Regions from separate parts of the Mus musculus genome. Here region 2 is linked to region 1. Evidence: chromatin contacts called from public HiChIP or PLAC-seq data. All regions are on one chromosome and are shown on one strand. Each heading gives the region's core, a stretch centred on a gene start, on an enhancer-like site or on the middle of the called end of the contact. The rest is flanking DNA. Distances are from core to core; before and after follow the strand shown. Region 1 has its middle 140 kb from the start of Vps41. Region 2 overlaps Vps41 (VPS41 HOPS complex subunit).

Region 1 (3,986 bases), core at 1,030-3,529:
CCCCTTTTAATTGGGGTTCTTAAATGCTTCAACCTCCTTTCTAGACCACAAACCAGAAGTCAGGGAGAAACAAGGTTAGTTGGAAAAGAGAGTTGTGGATCTGTTTAGTGGTAGTTTTTTGGTGGCAATTCCACTCTTTGTTGCCAGGACGCCAGCAGTCCAATTCTATTGCAAACACTGAACACAAGTCGGTAGCAGTATCACAATTCAGCAGCCCAAATCAGCAAGAATACCACAAGAACTTCTTCAGCACGTGTCTTTCTACAAAATGAAGATCATCAAAGACCAGGATTGCACAAAGAGCATTGCACAGAGGTGGAGCAATGCAAGAGCATCCTCTTACTGTTTGTAGGGTTCTAATTATATTCTTTCTAAACATCATGTGCCCTCTCAAGTGTCAGCTTCCAGCAAAACATAGCATGTCCTCTCAAAAGACAGCTTCCAGAAGACATTACATGATACAACAGAGTTGGTAAAGAAACCAGAAATTTCTACTTCATGGTGCAGGTGTTCTAGTCATGAGTAAATAGCAGCTGGCTAATTTTACACACATACAAACACACACATACTCATGCACACATACACAGAAAGAGAGAGAGAGAGAGAGACAGAGACAGAGAGAGACAGAGAGAGAGAGACAGAGAAAGGCAGAGACAGAGAACATGAAAGCAGAAGGGAGACTAGTTGAAAAGGAAGAAAGGGAGCAAGCAGTAGCTGCAGGAGGCGATAGGAGTGGGTAAAGGGGGTGAATACAATCACAAAACATTGTATATCTGAATGATTGGGGTTTTTTATTGTGGGTTGTTGCTGTTTCTTTGTTTGTTTTGTCTTGTTTGTTTTGATCAAGTAAGTCAGCAGAGTGAGAAATTCCAGGAAGAGGAATACTATATGGAAATCCCAGAGAGCAGAACTGTAATAAAATATGGATTCACAGAGCCAAGCTGGGGAGTTCCCAAGACTCCAGAATATTTTAAGACCTGATATAGAAGTTGAAAAATGGGAGGACCTATAATTTAAGCAGGACCAATCAGGGTTATTCTATATGACCTACTTCATAAAGAGTATCTTAGAGATTAACCAGATACAAAATGAAATAATGGTAAGAGATGAAGACAGACTGCTCTTATAGAACTATTTGATCTCTGCCCAAGAACATTCTTATCTCAGGAATTAACAGTTAGGTGAATCAATTACCCTCTCTTGATTAACAAAAAGTCATTTAGGCCCATCCATTTGCAACTAAAATAGCTCAGATAGTTTATACATTTAAGAGACTGGAGAAGTGGCTCAGTGGTCCAGAGCTCTGTTACTCTTCCAGAGAACCTGAATTTGGTAACCCTAACAGGTCACATGCAACCACCCCTAACTCCAGCTCCAGGCCACCCAATGCCTTCTTCTGACCTCTGTGAATACCATGTACTCACACAAACACTTGCTTAGAAATAAACAATTCTCAACTTTATATGCCCCAATACAGGTAATACCAGGGCCAAGAAGTGGGAGTGAGTGGGTAGGGGAGCAGGGTGGGGGGAGGGTATAGGGGACTTTCGAGATAGCATTTGAAATGTAAATGAAGAAAATATCTAATAAAAAAATTGGAAGAAAATGAACAATTCTCTTTAAAAGTCACACCTTCAAACCAATCACAGGACTTCTAAACTGGGTGGGAAGGAAGCACAGATGGCTGATACCTCCTTAGTTCTCTATATTGGGTTGAGAATATTAGCCATTTCAGAGAGCCCAAAAAAAGAAGTGAGAAATAGCTACTAGGGGAAAAAAGAGAGAGAGAGAGACAATTACAGATTAACACTGTATAGACAGGCAATAGAGTAAAAAGCCAGAAAAAAAATTACTCAATAATTTAAAACAACTAATCGGGGAAAAATCCATTAGAAATACATACTACACATAAAATTAAAAGGTATAAGGGAGTTGTGCAAATTTTAGAGGGAGAATAGTTGAGCAGAGAGAGCAGAAATCAGAGAGGTGAGAACTTGGCCATTCTACAGAACTGCAAGTGCCCCATAGTGCAGAATGTATAAGAAGATGTGATGCAGAACATGGTCAGAAAAGGGATGGTCACGGAAAAATCATGACCAATCTCCATTCTGTTATAAGGACTTAGACTCTCACTCTGAGTGATTTGGAGGCCACCCAGAGGTTTCAAACCAGAACTAACCTAATTTACTTTAGGTTAGCCAGCTATAGGAGCCTCAGGCTATTGAAGCTTTGGACCCCACCTCCTGTTTCCCTGGTAACACTTGAAATGTAAACATCGGCTTTGTCATTCCTTGGAATTAAGATTACCACGTGAAAAGGGTGAAAGTCGCAGGGCTTTGCTCTAAATGCCATCTCTAGCCTTGAGTGGAGACCTGGCATTCCAAGCTATCCTAGAGGAGATGGAAGGGATTATTGGCCACTTAAGAAGATAATGTCCTTTTCGTTCCCAGAAGCATCTTAGAGCAGACCCTTGCAGCTGCTTCTAGCAAGCAGAAGTACCAAGCCTCTGCCCTGAAGCCTGCCATCTTTTCTCAGAGAGTGGAGTTATTTGCTCAGAAAAATATACTTTGCTTTTCTTTGTCCCTCTTTTTTTTTTTTTTTTTTTTTTTTTGGATACTGGCTGTCATGATTTGAATATGGTTGGCCCATGGGAAGTGGCACTACTAGGAAGTCTGGCCTTGATGGAAGAGGTGTGGCCTTGTTGGAGGAAGTGTGCGTGTGCGGGCAGGATTTGAGGGCTCCTAATTCGCAAGCTCTGCCCAGTGCGAAAGAGTGTTTCCTCCTGGCTGTCTTTGGATCAAGATGGAGAACTTGCAGCTCCTTCTCCAGCACCAAGTCTGCCTGCCTGATGCCATGCTTCCCACATGATGATAACAAACTGAGCCTCTGGAACTGTAAGCCAGCCCCAATTAAAGGTTTGCCTCAGCCATGGTGTCTCCTCACAGCTATAAAACCCAAACCAAGACAGTGGCTAAGCATGCTTCCCTTGGCACTCTGGGCCTGCTTTTTCCCTCTCTGAAGCCTCCATCTCCTTTTGTCATACGGGTGCTTGTTGTGAGCCCACTGTGCCAGAAAGAGATGGACACGCTTACGATTTTCCATGATGTCAGAATTTAGTTCATAACAATAAATTCACGAGACTGAGACGTTTCAATGGCAGCAATGACCATAAATTCTGCCTACTTCGGTAGTTTCGTAGAGGCAAACATAAGTTTTGTTGTTCCAAACTGATGAATCAGTAGCATTACCTTCCATATCACACAGGACACGATAATGTACCTGGCAGTGTGTATGTATACAGTTACAGAATGAATGAGGCTAAAGAGGCTTTGGTTCAAGAAGCCTCAGAAACTGCTAGGGTCTGCATAGATAAAATAATGAACAAGACCCCTGCCGAGAGGGAGCTGCTCATGAAAACAGCAGCCACCATGGCTGTTAGCCTTCCCTAGAGCCTTGATCTAGATGGACCACATTCTTTTTAGCATCAGGAACGGCACCATTCAATGGCTAAGAACACTATTGCCACATCTTGGTTCATGATGGGTATTTGTTAATTATGTGAAATAAAGGAATAGTAATTAAATTAAAATTGTTTGATGACTTATTACAACATTAATGACTAAGGTTCCTGAGGGGAGAAACCATGAGTGCTTTTACCTTGATTTTTAGCATTTAACAGGATGCTCACCTCATAATAAAGGCTGAAAAATTATCTGTTGATTAGTAAATGATGAACTAATAGATGTAACTAAATGAATGAAAGAACAAGTGAGTAAACAAGTTAGGGTTTTTCTAAAAATCCATCATCTACTTACAAATCAAATGAATGTTTTTCTATTTATTCATGAAAAAAAAAGGCATGTATGTATAATTGTGTCCCCACCCACACCCCAGGAGGAAACAAATTCTAAAATAAGAAATAATTGAGCATCCATTTTTAAAAATTCTGCCCATAAACAAAACTGACTATTTTGACGTGAGCTTTG
Region 2 (3,986 bases), core at 945-3,444, 240 kb after region 1:
TTTTTTTATCGCTTCATCCAGCTCCCTAAATTAAACTTGGTTGTAAAACGTGGACTTCATCCTTATTAATGAGTTAACATTATAAAAAAAATCACATGAATAATTAGAAAAATTTCTATGTAAGATTTCTTCATACCCTTTTCTAGAATTATGATTACTTTGTAATATATGCTTCATATTTCTATACTACTTTCTGTGTAAATATTTATTATGTGGCTATTTATTCATATTTAAGTGGTATCATAGAAAATACTATTTTGTAGTATTTTTAATATCTTAAGTATCTTTATATTGATAATACACATATAGAGACAGATATTTATAGGTAGGTAGATAGACAGACACACTGACTGATAGTCCTGATTTTGTCCATCTCCATATTGTGCTCAGTAGTTGCCATGTTTTTAGTTTATCTGTGGTTGTCATATATAACTTTAATTGTATAGCATCAATTTCTAGGTTGCCCCTGATGTTTCCTCCCTTATACTTAGGGCCTGGTAGTAGATACACAAAACACTGAGGTAAACTGAAAGGAATTTTAAAAATTCTCTTGCCAGGAATGGTGGCACCTGCCAACAATCCTAGAGTATGATGGCAGAGGGATAGTAGACCAAGAACTCTATCTACACCAGCATTCTAGGCCGACAATAGTGAAGCTCATCTCCGCCTCACCCCAGACCTCTCTCAGCCTCTGTCCTCAGTGTAGCAGACAGCAGTAACACACATACGTCTGGTTGTTGTGCTTTCAGCGATACATGCTATAGGTGGCACTGCTTAAAGAGTTGAAGTTGAGTATATCAAGAAGAATATGTTCTCAGTGGATGAATTATCAGACCTGTGTCTTCTTCAGAATTAAGGAGTTTTGACCAGTTATATTTTATTTTAAAATAGTCAGTGGGACTTCACAATAGATTCTAATCTTTATATAGTGTCTAGCTACTGTGGAAAATGTAAAGATCCCAAATCTTAAAGCAAATGGTTCATACTTTGTGATTTGATTTACTGTTAAAAAGATAATGTCACATTATTTGCTTTGGATTAAATAAAAAAAAAAAAAGATGCTCGCTTCCAACTAAAGCAGTTGAACCTGTGATGACTCTCTTTGTCAGTGAGAAACTTAAAAGGTTCTGATTTCCCGGTTTACACAGTTAATTAGTTCCCAGTTGAAAAGCCGTCCTGAAGCTGGATTCACTAAGGCATTGTTTGCCCCGAGTCGTGGTGTTTTGGTGCCATCTTGTGGCTGAGACTTGTCATATCCTCAGTGCTCGTCTAATTTAAATAGGAATTCAGGCAGTTCAAGATATGTAGGGGATTGTTTCCAAAACGAGGGTATCTATTTAAAATAAGCATAAAAAAATACTGAGAGCGGCTTGTTTGTCACTTGGTAACACTGACAGGCAGAGAGGATGAGTGAAGGATCTTCTGTGTGACTCTGGAGACCTGAAAGCCTGTGTTTTGCTGTGTCCTCAGCTGCTGCTGTTTGAACGGACCTGGATGAACAGATGGAAGTCTTCTGTGCTACACGAAGGGGAAGGAAACATAAGGAGTGTGAAGTGGAGAGGCCATCTGATTGCTTGGGCCAACAATATGGTAAAGGCACTTGTCTGTCTCTCTAGCACTTGCACAGTGGCAGCAGATTGCCAGATGGAAAGGGCAGGACAGAGACTCGGTGGAGTTAGAATTCTGATAGGTATGGGTGATTGATACCACACCTCAGCTTAAGGAAGTCAGATCGCCTGGGTTTTCATACTACAGCAATTCCCAACACATTGTGGACTAAAATCTCTTTAGAGGAAGAAAGTGAGGCACAGAGCAACGAAGAAAATGAAAAGCCACCTTAATCATTGCAGGGCTGCTTCAGGCATGTGCTCTGGAAATGCCATTCACCCGGCGCTCATGAGCACTGAGAGAAGCAAGTTGTGACTTCCTCTTTACTCCAGGTATAATCATGGGCCTGTCATTTGAAAAGTGTATTGTACTCTCAGTATTGCACTTAAAGTTTATTTTATGTAAAGTGGGGCTTGGAGGAAGTTTAAAGAGTAGTCTTTTTCATATCTGTCATGTTTTCTGAAATTTCAACACGTAGCTGAGAAAATCAGTTGCATTTGGTCAGAAAGAGTTGACATTGTCTCAGTTCAACCCTGCTGCTGGGATTGTCCTCACAACAGCCAGTCTCCAGGCTCCTGATCAGCCAGAGGCACTTGAAGGTTCCATTGAGCACTCTGAAGGGTCACATGTTGTCTTTGAATGGATGGGTTTTCAGACCCAAAGCTTTCTGAAAAACTAAAACTCATTCTCTTTCCGAAGAATTCCTTTAGAAATGCTCGCCACCTATCAGGTTGAAAGCAAACTTGGTGTCTCTGTGCAAAACATGTTTGTGCTGGATTTGTGTTACTTACGCCCTCCACTAATAACAGCCTTTGTCCAGAAAGGAGCCTTGCAGCTTTGGTTCTCAAAGGGTTTGTATAAAGAAAGTCCATGGCCTTGTATGGCTCCTGGGCGTGCCCAGTGAACAGCGTTATGGGTTTGAGTGCGACACGTCTTGCTTTGCTCGATCCCTCTCTGAGATACAAGACACTTAATTTAATGTTGCTTTGGTTTGTAGGGTGTGAAGGTTTTTGACATCACCTCAAAGCAAAGAATCAGCAATGTGCCCCGAGATGACATAAGTCTTCGCCCAGACATGTACCCCTGCAGCCTCTGCTGGAAGGACAATGTGACACTCATTATTGGCTGGGGAACTTCCATCAAGGTCGTTTACTTGGTCTTTCTATTAAATCCAAATCATTACAGATTTATTGTACTCATGACTGGTTTCTGGCAAACCTGATATTTTCATCTGAACACTGTGGTGCTAGGATGAAGCACCACTTTATTTTACAAGTACAGACTTTAAGATGTGCTTTCCTTTTCTTTTTTTTTTTTTTTGTTTTTTGTTTTTTGTTTTTTGTTTGGTTTGGTTTGGTTTTTCGAGACAGGGTTTCTCTGTGTAGCCCTGGCTGTCCTGGAACTCACTCTATAGACCAGGCTGGCCTTGAACTCAGAAATCCACCTGCCTCTGCCTCCCGAGTACTGGGATCAAAGGCGTGCGCCACCACGCCCAGCTGTGCTTTCCTTTTCTATGATGGGCAAACTAATTGCCCTTTTCTGTTCTCAGAATGATGCTGTATTTGTTGAGTTCTGTTTTAGTTTCCCATGATCCCACCGCAGTTCCTTGGCTGTTTATGGAACGTGTGGTTGATTTTGGTGGCTTAGTCAAAGGTGTTGATCTTCATATCATCCTTTCTTTGTCTTTAGTTTTGATCGTTCGGCTCATTTGAGTTTTTCATGGCCGTGAGCTGAGGGTAAACCTAAGTCACCTGCATATTTCATAATTCAGTGGCATAGAGGCCCTGGCTCGTTGTTTATAATTCAATGGCATAGAGGCCCTGGCTCGTTGTTCATAACGTGATTGGCATTGTGAGATATTTTCCTGAGATGATTCAATAATTTCCTTAGTAAGCGAGGGGCCGGAAGGGAGAGTAGGGCTCTTATAAACTCAGAAGTTCACCGGAAAGAGAAGGCAGCTGGGGGAAGTAAAGAGGAGACAGATGTCCAGAAGCAATTAGGGAGAAAAGCAGCCAGTCCCATAGTTGTGGATCTTCAGTTGTCTGCAGCCATGCGTTTTTGTCACACATTAGAAAAGTATTCTCTGAGCCCTTCACCCGGTTGCTCCTGTGCTGAAGACAAATTTAGACATGTGCATTAAAGAAGGAATCAGACAAAAAGATAAAACATCTAACCATTGATCTGGCAGCTTTATATATCTAGTCATTGAGCCTAAGTAATGTCCTTAACATTTTATATTTAAGTATACTGAGCATGCTGTTATTATTTATAATACTCATGGATAGAAATAAAAAAATGAGAAATAAGAAAGTTGATCAAATAAGTTACAATAGTTTCTCATGATACATTGTTATAGTGACATTAATGATTACAATGGT

What was found. HiChIP or PLAC-seq counts read pairs in DNA pulled down with a chosen protein or histone mark.
Region 2: a contact with region 1 is called in a CTCF HiChIP or PLAC-seq map of embryonic stem cells, with 3 times the contacts expected there. The contact joins two enhancer-like sites. A contact is called at or near these places in 1 of 15 datasets of contacts at CTCF or cohesin (embryonic stem cells), 1 of 484 Hi-C or Micro-C datasets (embryonic stem cells) and 1 of 115 datasets of contacts at active chromatin or transcription factors (embryonic stem cells).

The regions. Positions count from the first base shown.
Region 1 is chr13:18,573,517-18,577,502 of GRCm38.p6, forward strand. No RefSeq gene overlaps it. Among named protein-coding and RNA genes, the nearest start is that of Vps41, 140 kb to the right of the region's middle. Within about 2 kb of position 2,280, at least 21 of the 459 cell types and tissues checked have an H3K27ac peak or open chromatin away from gene starts, as enhancers often do. A contact at or near this core is called in embryonic stem cells, where this site is marked.
Region 2 is chr13:18,808,962-18,812,947 of GRCm38.p6, forward strand. It overlaps Vps41 (VPS41 HOPS complex subunit), which reads left to right. Exons shown (of 29, transcript NM_172120.4): 8 at 1,471-1,590; 9 at 2,606-2,752. Among named protein-coding and RNA genes, the nearest start is that of Vps41, 94 kb to the left of the region's middle. Within about 2 kb of position 2,195, at least 27 of the 459 cell types and tissues checked have an H3K27ac peak or open chromatin away from gene starts, as enhancers often do. A contact at or near this core is called in embryonic stem cells, where this site is marked.